Linked DNA regions of Sus scrofa: region 1 is linked to region 2. The links are chromatin contacts, called in public HiChIP or PLAC-seq maps. All regions are on one chromosome and are shown on one strand. Each heading gives the region's core, a stretch centred on a gene start, on an enhancer-like site or on the middle of the called end of the contact. The rest is flanking DNA. Distances are from core to core; before and after follow the strand shown. Region 1 overlaps SOX6 (transcription factor SOX-6). Region 2 overlaps SOX6 (transcription factor SOX-6).

Region 1 (4,771 bases), core at 513-3,012, 610 kb after region 2:
GCCAAAATAATATTCTGGGCTGGTGGAGAACAAAGGACTGTTCTTTAGGACTGAAACTTGATTTTGCTTGTAATAAAAAAAAAAAAAAGAAACAAACAAACAAACAAAAAAAGAAAACAAAAAAACCCCAACAAAAAACACACACACTCACATATGTTGTTTCGTAAGTGTTATAAGCACTGGATATAAATGGTATTTTTTATCACTTCTGACTAATGTGAAGCTGTTGTATGAAAACTACATGAACAAAAGTCATCTGTTTCGACTCGTGTGGGCTTGCCTCACAGTTGCCGGATTTGAGTCATTTTTATGTCTTGTTATTTCATTTATTTATGCAAAATACATGTGTGTATGAACACTTTGTTTTAGCTCCAGCTCTGCCCCAGTACTGGGGTTCAGTTACTTCTAGCCATGTTCTTAAAAACGAAAGGCTGTTCAGGAATGATCTGATTGTAAACGTCTCTTTCATTGGGTCAAACAGTAATGCTGTATTTGAATCTAAATTCTGCACATAAGCAGTTTATTCTATTTATTAGCCAAGTTTGGCTCTAAATATCCATGGAAATTAAGAATGACAATCATAGGGATCACTTCATTTTATTTTCAGTGGGGCTTAAACAAAGTTTTTATGACTTTACCATCTCATTTTAGATTTTTTTCTAATTGTGTAAATGTAACATAGAAATAGAATTTATTTTTGGTTCATGAATACTTAGTGAAATATAAGTTATGTATTCCCTTTTTGTTCTCTATCCATATATGTTGGTCCAGACTAGAAGTTGACAAGTCACTGTACCTCATGGGTAGTGAATTATCAGCCACAGTGAGAGAGCAGAGTCCCACCTGCAGCTGAAGCAGTAAAACCCTTCACTCGGGTTCTCATAGAGTGTAGAACCCACTGTCCACAGACTCAGACTTTCACTTTTTTTTTTTTTCTTATGGAAAGTTGATGAATTGAACATGGTGAATTTCCAGTACAGCCAGGAGAGCGTCAGTTTGCTTTGTGAATCCACATCAGTCTTGTAAGGTAGTGCTATGACCATTTAATAGCAAGAAGCATGAATGCTATTATAAAGGTGAAAATCTGCCTCTGAGATTGGCCATTGACAAAAGTCCCATCGTGCCAGTTGGGTTAAAGAATGTTAAGTGACTTCTTTTTCGGTGCTCCCAATTTCACACTATCTTCAAATACAGGTAAAAATGAGCTCCATTTTGCTAAAGAATTTGCAGGATTCTAAGTGAAGAGTTTTCACTTAGAAGAGGGGCACTGGCAGATAAACCTGCCCTAAAACAATAGACCATATGGAATAGGAAGGAAGGAAAGGAAGAAGGAAAGGAAGAAAAAGAAAGACAGAAAGAAAAAGAAAGAGAGAAAGAAAGAAAAGAAAGGAAAGAAAGAAAGGAGATAGAAAGGGAGAGGGAAAAAGTCAGTCTGTGTACAGGAGCAGCCAGCAGGCAGTTTCTCTAGTTCTTTGGCAGATGCGATGCAGTATCTTTTCCAGGAAGGTACGAAAGTTTGGTTGTTTTCACGTGTATTCAGCTCACCCTTTTAGGAGCACATCAGTTTGCTTCGTTTGGTATTTGATACTCCCCAGCCTTGTCCTCAGGCCTGATTTGATTTGCCAGGGTCCTGACACCAACTCTCAGGCCAAGTTCTAAATTCAGGTGTGGGCTCACAGTGCTATTGAGCTTGTCAAATTCTGGCCTCCCCTGAACATGAGCCCCACTGGAGCCTGGGGTGTTTGAAAAGGGTGTGATCACTCTAGGGCTGAAATTAAAGGCTTCTTTCTTTTCCTGATGAAGCCAGGCTGCTTCTCCAGAGCACACCCTCCCGAGCAGGGAGCACAAGCACTAGCTGAAAGCAGGGATTGTTTCAAGGAAGCCCATCGACCCCCGTAGGAAGGCAGCCTGGTCACTTGAACACCACAGCTGAGGCTGCTTCTCTCAATTTACTCATTTTGCAAAGCAGTGACCTCTGCTTACTCATTAGGGAAAAGAAAAAGCATCACTTAGTAGTTTTAAACCATATGAGAAGTCCTGTACCAAGTGCCAACGATTGCAAAGAATGCAGCTAGAGGAATGTATTGAAATTATTACTGGGTCTTCCTTTTTAATAAGAAAATGACAAAAATGGTTGCTGTAGCCTTGCCTGATTTTGTACGTTTGTCTAAGGACTGAGTTGGCACTTAAGCTCACTTCTCAAAGTATAATAATATTGTATGACCTCATTTGTCCTTTCACAAAAGCACTTGCATCATTTCCTTAAGTCATCTGCCCCCTGACATGTTTTCTTCCTTAATAAACAACTTCTCTCTGTTATTCCTGCCGATTTATGTTCTGTTTCTGATGCCATATGCTATTGAGTGTCACACTCTGCTAGTATGACTGAAATATTGATAGGCAAACACATTTCCTTTTCCTCCCCTCCCCGTCTTTTTCTTTGGGGACAGATTTCTTTCCAGAAGCTCGGAATGCTGGTACCTTTGGGGCAGGGCTAGAGGTGGGTGGGGGAGGGGGCAGAAAGGTAATGCTTAGCGCAGATGCTCTTCTAATCAGCATCCGTGGCCATATGAAAGCTTGAAGGCAACTCAGTGACATATCTTGCTCAGTAGTTTCTTATTCCTGAAGAACCACAAACCTAAAGTGAGGCCTCAGTGCTGGTGCTCTTGGAGTATGGGGAATGTGCAAATATTTAACTGTTTTGTCTGCTGCACATTGCAGATCTGCTCATGTGCATTCTCCGTTTGTCTTCCTTTGTCCTATGTGTTTTTGCTTTTCGGAAAGTGCAGTCTTTATTGTACCCTTCTCCGGCTTGTAGTGCATTAGAATGCCTAGCATTTATGTTCATTCATTATTGTATTTGCCATGTAAAATTTTTTATTACCTTAGACAAGCTTACAAGCTGTTACTACATAACTTATCTTACTGTAACTCTTTTATTTCCCGACATTGTAATTTGTTTGTGATGTATATTGTGAGATTGTATTCTATGTTAATTTAATCAGCACAATTCACTGACATGCTGGACTGACATGCTGGCTGCTGTTTCGAAGTGTAAAGTTTGTGTAGGGCTGTTGGGACAACTGCAACTCTGTTGTCAAGGTACTGTGCTGGTTCCTCTAGCAACACCACGGGTGTGGCCCTTGGGACGCTGAGGGCATTTACAACACCCTTGAGCAAATTTTAACTGCAGATTTTCTTTGTAGAAATTCTATGTATAACGCAGGTACCTACTTGGCCCATGGCTGGTAACTATTTGGGCAATTAGAAAAAAAAAAAAACATACAAACTAGTGTCTATTGCTGCTTTGAATATGTTTGAAAGTCTGAAAATGTAAATAGTTTATCAAAAAAAAAATCTTGTACAGTCCAGTGTAAAGTTTTTAAATGACCTTAAGGGTTGCCATCACATCTTTCTCACACTCTCCTCTTGACAATGGAAAAAAAAAGTTTGCTAAGGATTAAAGAAATACAAAAAAAAAAAAAAAAAAAAAAAAAAAAACTCTTCAAATTTAAAGGAATGAATCATTGTTCTTAGCTTTGTTGCATACACAAACTTCTTGGATTTTGTTGTGCAGTATTGACGTGAGATAAAACTCAACCTTGAATCATCTTTCAGTGGTACTTTTCAAAGTCTTCCCCTCCTTGCCTCATAATTAAGGGAAAAGACAAAATTGAAAGACACACTGTCTTTATCCTGGTGTATGTTGGCACCTTAGCTACTTTTTTTTTTTTTTTTTTTTTTTCCTTTTTGCACAAGGTGCTTTCCTGATATGTTAAACATGCCATCTTTGGGTGACAACATATATGCCATGATGGGGCCTAGGCCCCTCAGGGGAGTGTCTATAAGAACTGCCTATTTATGCTCATTTACCTCAAGACTGTCCTCTCTACCCTTAATCTAGTCGTCATCACTCCATCTTTTGTACTGCTGTTGACACTTACAAATTAAAGATAAATTTTGTTTTATGACCTCTGTGTACGGCCTTGTCTGTGCCCTGCCAACCATCCCTCCCCTGGAGCCCGGTCAGCTAGTCAGCTGTAGGTTTGTGCCCCACCTCTCCCTCCCTCCATGCCCCCGCCACACACACACACACACACACACACACACACACACACACACTGCTTGCTACTGAGCCTGCAGAGCCTTCCTGCTCCCGCCGTTGCTTCTGCCTTGCTGGGCGGTAAGTCTCAGGAAGACTTCAAACCCCTTAGCCTGGAAGACTTGCCTCCTTTTTTCACTGTGAAGCATACACTGCTGCAGCAGGAAATGCTTGTGGATTTAGATGGTAGGAACAGGATCCAAGGTGGATTTGTGTCCAGAGAAGATGAGAAAAATGTCACTTCCTATTTGCCTGACTTCTTCATGAGAGTGAAACCGTGTATAAAAAGCTCCCAGCATTCCTGGGTATGAACGAATCTCCAGGGCCAACCTCTCATCTGACACCAACTCCTACAAGCCTAGCAGCCAAGAGTGGAAAATGCTGCACTTCCGGAACTGCTGCCTCCACTGTGGTTGGGAACCATGGGCTGATTTCTCAGCTGCTTCTGCCTCAGAGAAGGAGAGCTACCACTCTTGTTGGCCTGGAAGTGAGTGATAGCAGCCTCTAAGAGTCTGGGGGCTGGAGGTGGGGTAGCAGACCCAAGTGAGGTGGGCCCTTAAAGGAGACCGGCCAAACCAGCCAAGCCAGTGCTGTGGATCCAGAGGTTGGTGACCAACACTGCAGAGGGAACCAAGGGCTCAGGGGAGAGAGAGGGGAAGCCTTGCACCC
Region 2 (4,700 bases), core at 926-3,425:
TGTTACCTCTATATATTTGAGTGTATCTTCCTCAATACACATATGTGAGTGCATGGGCTGTAGGCCAAATGACATATAAATTTTTTTTTCTTCCTACATTTTTGAAAACCTCATAAATCAAGAGAGATTGTCCCTTTCTAAAACAAGAACAACCACCAACGCCAACCAAAAAATTTTTTTTTCAGATTCTGAAAGCAAGCAAGTGTGCACTACACTTATTAGATCTAGTTTATGACCAAAGGCAGTAAGTAACCAGGATCCAGACAAGTGCTAGGTCATTGATTCCTTAAGCAACTGATATCCTTTCTTGCTTTTCTCATGTACCACTACCACATCCTTTTACATCTGCTCTCTCACCAAACTCCTTTATTTATAGTGGCAAAACTAGATAGTTTTTTTGTTTATTGTTTATCCTGTTTATTGTTGTTTGTAGGTTTTATTTTGGAAGTAATGAGAAGGAACTTTCTCTTGGTGTATATGTATTTTTTAAAATGCAAAAAAATTTTAAGTTTATTCTTATGGACCATGATACAAACGCCTATAATAGTATATTTTATAACTACAACACTCAATGTTATACTATAAAGATAAACATAAAATTAATTAATAAAGCACTATCAATATCTATACCTTAAGTTGATTGTATAATGGATTCAGTTACTGAAGAATTGACATTCAATAGGCATATTGTCAGCTTAACATTTTTTTCATTAGTAATAGAAAGCAACTAGATTTTTCCTAGTAAGGGCAAAGCACATATTTAAAATGTTAACTTATCCAGTAAATCTTTCTTTTATAAGGTTTTAAAGTATGTTACTTTAAATACCTAAATGATAAATTTTGGTGGCATTATTGAGATTTTATGTCTGTTTTCTTTTTGACTTTTAGGGATTAGTGGGTTATTAGTCATTATTGAAATTTTTACACATATCCATCTTATACTGAAGAAACTAGTGACATTTTAAACAACCCTCTTTCCGTTAGTATACTAGGTAATGGAGTAAATGAATTTTCTTTTAACAAAGTTTAATATACATTGATTTTAACTGTTACTTTTAGTATTTTCTATACCTTTCAATATTATTAGGTTATATCTAAGTTTGAAAGAATTTTCTTGTTAGTGAGAGAATTCATATATACAGTTCATTATTTACAAACATGATTATATAAAGTATAGTACGATACTAAAATTTTGGTTGTTCTAAGAGCTATTTGTTTAAATATAGTTTAGGGGTGTATATATATCAATTGATGTTTTTGAAGTCAAGTGAAACATTCCATCAAGCTAATGTGTCTGAGAGTACCATATCAGGCACAGACAGGTACTAGAAATGATAAAACACAGATAACATTCAGCAAGATGATTTGCAGATGGGACGTATTATCTGCTGTCATGAGGTTAGATGGGTCATATTACCATTTTTTAAAAAAAGTTAATCTAGGTTATTTCAGAATTATTAAGTTATGTGGGTATATGAGGTTTAATGAGAACAGATTTTATTATAAAAGCTTGCTAAAAATTAACAAGTACTCACTGCTTTTTAGAGCAGAAAATGGACTATCTTTGTATTTGGATTGCTTCTTGTTTAAAAAGTATCATTCTCCCCTATAATTTTTTCCTAATAAGGAAAATAATATATTGAACATTTTATGTCTTTATCCTAACTCACATTTTCTCCTGATTATACTCTGAATATCAACATACTCAAGTAAAACAAAAACAAAACCAAACTGGCATTCTGGTAGTTTATGAAAAGCAATTTTTGTTAAATGCAAGAATGTTTTAAATGTATAGCATATCCTTTTCGCTTGTGGTTCTTCAACTGTGATCTGAAAACTAATTGTTTTGGTAAGAGTTATATCAGAAACTTTCATCATTCTCTCATTATATATTCATTATTCACTTATAGGAAGAATATTTTTATTTTCCTTGTTCTGTGGAAGAGGGTAAAAGCTTTTCAGCTGTTTTATTCAGACATTTAGTCTAACTGGAAATAATTTTAAATTTTGGTGTTATGGCTTTTGATAGCAATTTTAAAATTTAAATATCCATTGTCATAATTTGGATAAAAATATCAAATGAGAGTGTGGCTAGAGGTTGTAAGTGGAATATCATTTAAATCTACCATAGACTCTCTCACCTCCAAAAAAGAGTGCTTGGTTGGTCTGTTTTTCCTCAAATCGGTGTTAGTCTCAAAAAAAGGGACCACAAAACCCTCAAACATCAGAGAAGCAGTATCAATTCAGTTTTTAACTGCAAGTCCTTCATATGGTTGCTCAAAATATCCAACTTTACACTAATATTAGTCATTCTTTTTATAGTGACACCATGCTTAGTAAAAAACTTCTAAGCACTGAGGTCAGGTGTTGAGATTGGATTCTAGTTTATTTTTTATGAATCAGATAAAGATTTCTGTGCATGAGACCATATGTGAAGATGAGAGAACAAGAACATTTCCATATCAAAGGCAATATATCTGAGGCTGCATGGTAATTAAAATGCAGTGGTTTGGACTCTGTGCACTAGCACTTAAGCAGAGCGTTGCCGGGACCTTGTGCAACATGCAGGCGGTTGCCTCTTGCATACTTCTTGAAATACACTTATAATTTTGTACAAACATTTATGCCAGTCCACACTTTTCTGTGGATAATTTGTATTTCATCCAAACCATTCAAAGTAGAAGTTATTTTTTGAGCTACCCCCTCATTATGGCTTTTGTGCATCAACTATTTTTATTCTAGTTGTTTGTATTTCTTTTTACCAGAATGATGGCTTGTTTATATTCAGAATCTCTTCTTGGTCCTCTAAGACCCCTTATATATCACTCATATTTTACTATTCACTCAAAAAAACTTTATCTTTAGTAAAGATGTGGATTATTTTCTGAGGTTAATTGTAGATGCTACAATCTATTATAAACTACATTTAAAAAATCAACTGCCCAGTTGTTTCTGTTTTATAATGCTAATGCATTTAGTAATCCTTACTAATTTGCACAGTATGTAATATTAGTAAAAATTACTTTTCAAAATGTTTCAAGAATTTTGAATTGTTCTCCTTCACCTTTTAATGTCAAGAAAAAGCATACTGGCATTCTCTTTCATACTCCTTCAAGTGAAAAACAGTTATTTGAAACTATGGAAATCTTCATGTTTATCTAAAGAGTTAGGTCTTTGCATTTATAGGGAGATGTTTGATTGTATTTATAAAGAACTGTGCTAGCATCATAACCTGTAATTGTCTAGGGATAGATAGTGAAAAAAAATCTAACAATTGGTAGTCCAATGTTGTATATATTTTAGAAGATTTGGCATCTTTGGTAACTAACTTGAATTTTCTGCTCTATAATTTTCTAGATTTTCTATTTCCGTATGGCTCTCTCTCTACACATGTGGTGAAGAATTCACTAACATAGTTTATTTACTAAGCTTCCCTGGTCTATAAAGCTTTTAGGTTTCTTCGGATTAAAGCACCATGTATTGAAGAAGCCTAATGTGACATAAATCCTTTAAGAGTTTTTGTATTTTAAACTATTTTGGATCAAACTTACTTGAGTATATTGATATTTATGCTTTTCAATGATGACATATATAAGTAATCATGATACACATAAGGTGAATTCAAAGGACTTTATATGATGTGCATATTTGTGTCTATGCAAACATTCTATATTCTCTCATTTCAAGTTCCCCCTTGATCTCTTTCTTCTCTGAAAATCTCACAAGATAAATCTTTAAATGATCTATTATCCCTGCTATCTTCAATAATTTGTTGTTTCTAGTCATGTTAAAGAGATGAATTGAATTGTCTGTCTTTAATATATCCATTCAAATGCAAACAGGGGACTTTAGTGCTGTTTGTGATTCTGACTTCACTGAGCACAATCTCTTTGCTTCTTTGAAAAGTAGTTCTTTAAAATTAGACAAAGAAAATTAAAGATGCTTTAGTTTCCACGACTACACAAGCACAATATGTGGAAGAGTGAAAATGCAACAGATTTTTTTTTAATGACAAGCGTAGATTTCAAGTGGAACTCATTTTGAGGCATGGTTGCAAGTATTTCCTTTTATACTTTACAAAGAGATAACTGTGTAACGTGATTGAGCATTAAGTTCTAGGTATCCTGAAAGGCATTTTTGAAGTCACAAGTTTTTACTTTTTCAGGATTTTCTTTTCTATTGAAGATTTTTAATATTTGGTAGATGGGAAATTTAGGTACATTTGTCATGGTGCTAGTAAGCAGGTCAGTGGTAGAAGTGGAGAAGAATGATCCTATGTTCTTTCTTGGGAAAGAATATCAAAGGGCAGAAATGTTGCTATTTTCTCAAAAATAATATCCAGCTATAATCCAAGGTCATTGAACCTTCTATGTAGGAGAATTCACCCACTCCATCTACCCCCAATATATCCATGGTATAATCACTAACTTTTTACTTCTTCATCTCTAAAATGGGAATAATAATAATATCTACGTCATAAGGCTATTGTAAGGATTAAGCGAGATGGATAAATGTAAAAAACTAAGGTATATGCTTGGCATAAATTTAATACCTGTTCTATACTACTGTTGAAGTGGTGGTGTACTTAGATCTGCATCCCATTTCCACTTTACTAGGTACTTGTGTAATCCTTGGCAAGTTACACAATTGATTTCTTTTCCTCTTATATGAAGTATTCTCAGCAATACATGCGCCTTTCT

The links. HiChIP or PLAC-seq counts read pairs in DNA pulled down with a chosen protein or histone mark.
Region 1: an H3K27ac HiChIP or PLAC-seq map of skeletal muscle shows a contact between it and region 2. The contact joins two enhancer-like sites. A contact is called at or near these places in 5 of 47 Hi-C or Micro-C datasets (epiblast stem cells, fetal heart ventricle, fibroblasts and 1 more) and 1 of 2 datasets of contacts at active chromatin or transcription factors (skeletal muscle).

The regions. Positions count from the first base shown.
Region 1 is chr2:43,064,854-43,069,624 of Sscrofa11.1, forward strand. SOX6 (transcription factor SOX-6) reads left to right here. Exons shown (of 18, transcript XM_021085342.1): 18 at 1-3,971. Among named protein-coding and RNA genes, the nearest start is that of SOX6, 620 kb to the left of the region's middle. Within about 2 kb of position 1,763, at least 9 of the 83 cell types and tissues checked have an H3K27ac peak or open chromatin away from gene starts, as enhancers often do.
Region 2 is chr2:42,457,661-42,462,360 of Sscrofa11.1, forward strand. The region is part of intron 2 of SOX6 (transcription factor SOX-6); the gene reads left to right. Among named protein-coding and RNA genes, the nearest start is that of SOX6, 13 kb to the left of the region's middle. Within about 2 kb of position 2,176, at least 1 of the 83 cell types and tissues checked has an H3K27ac peak or open chromatin away from gene starts, as enhancers often do.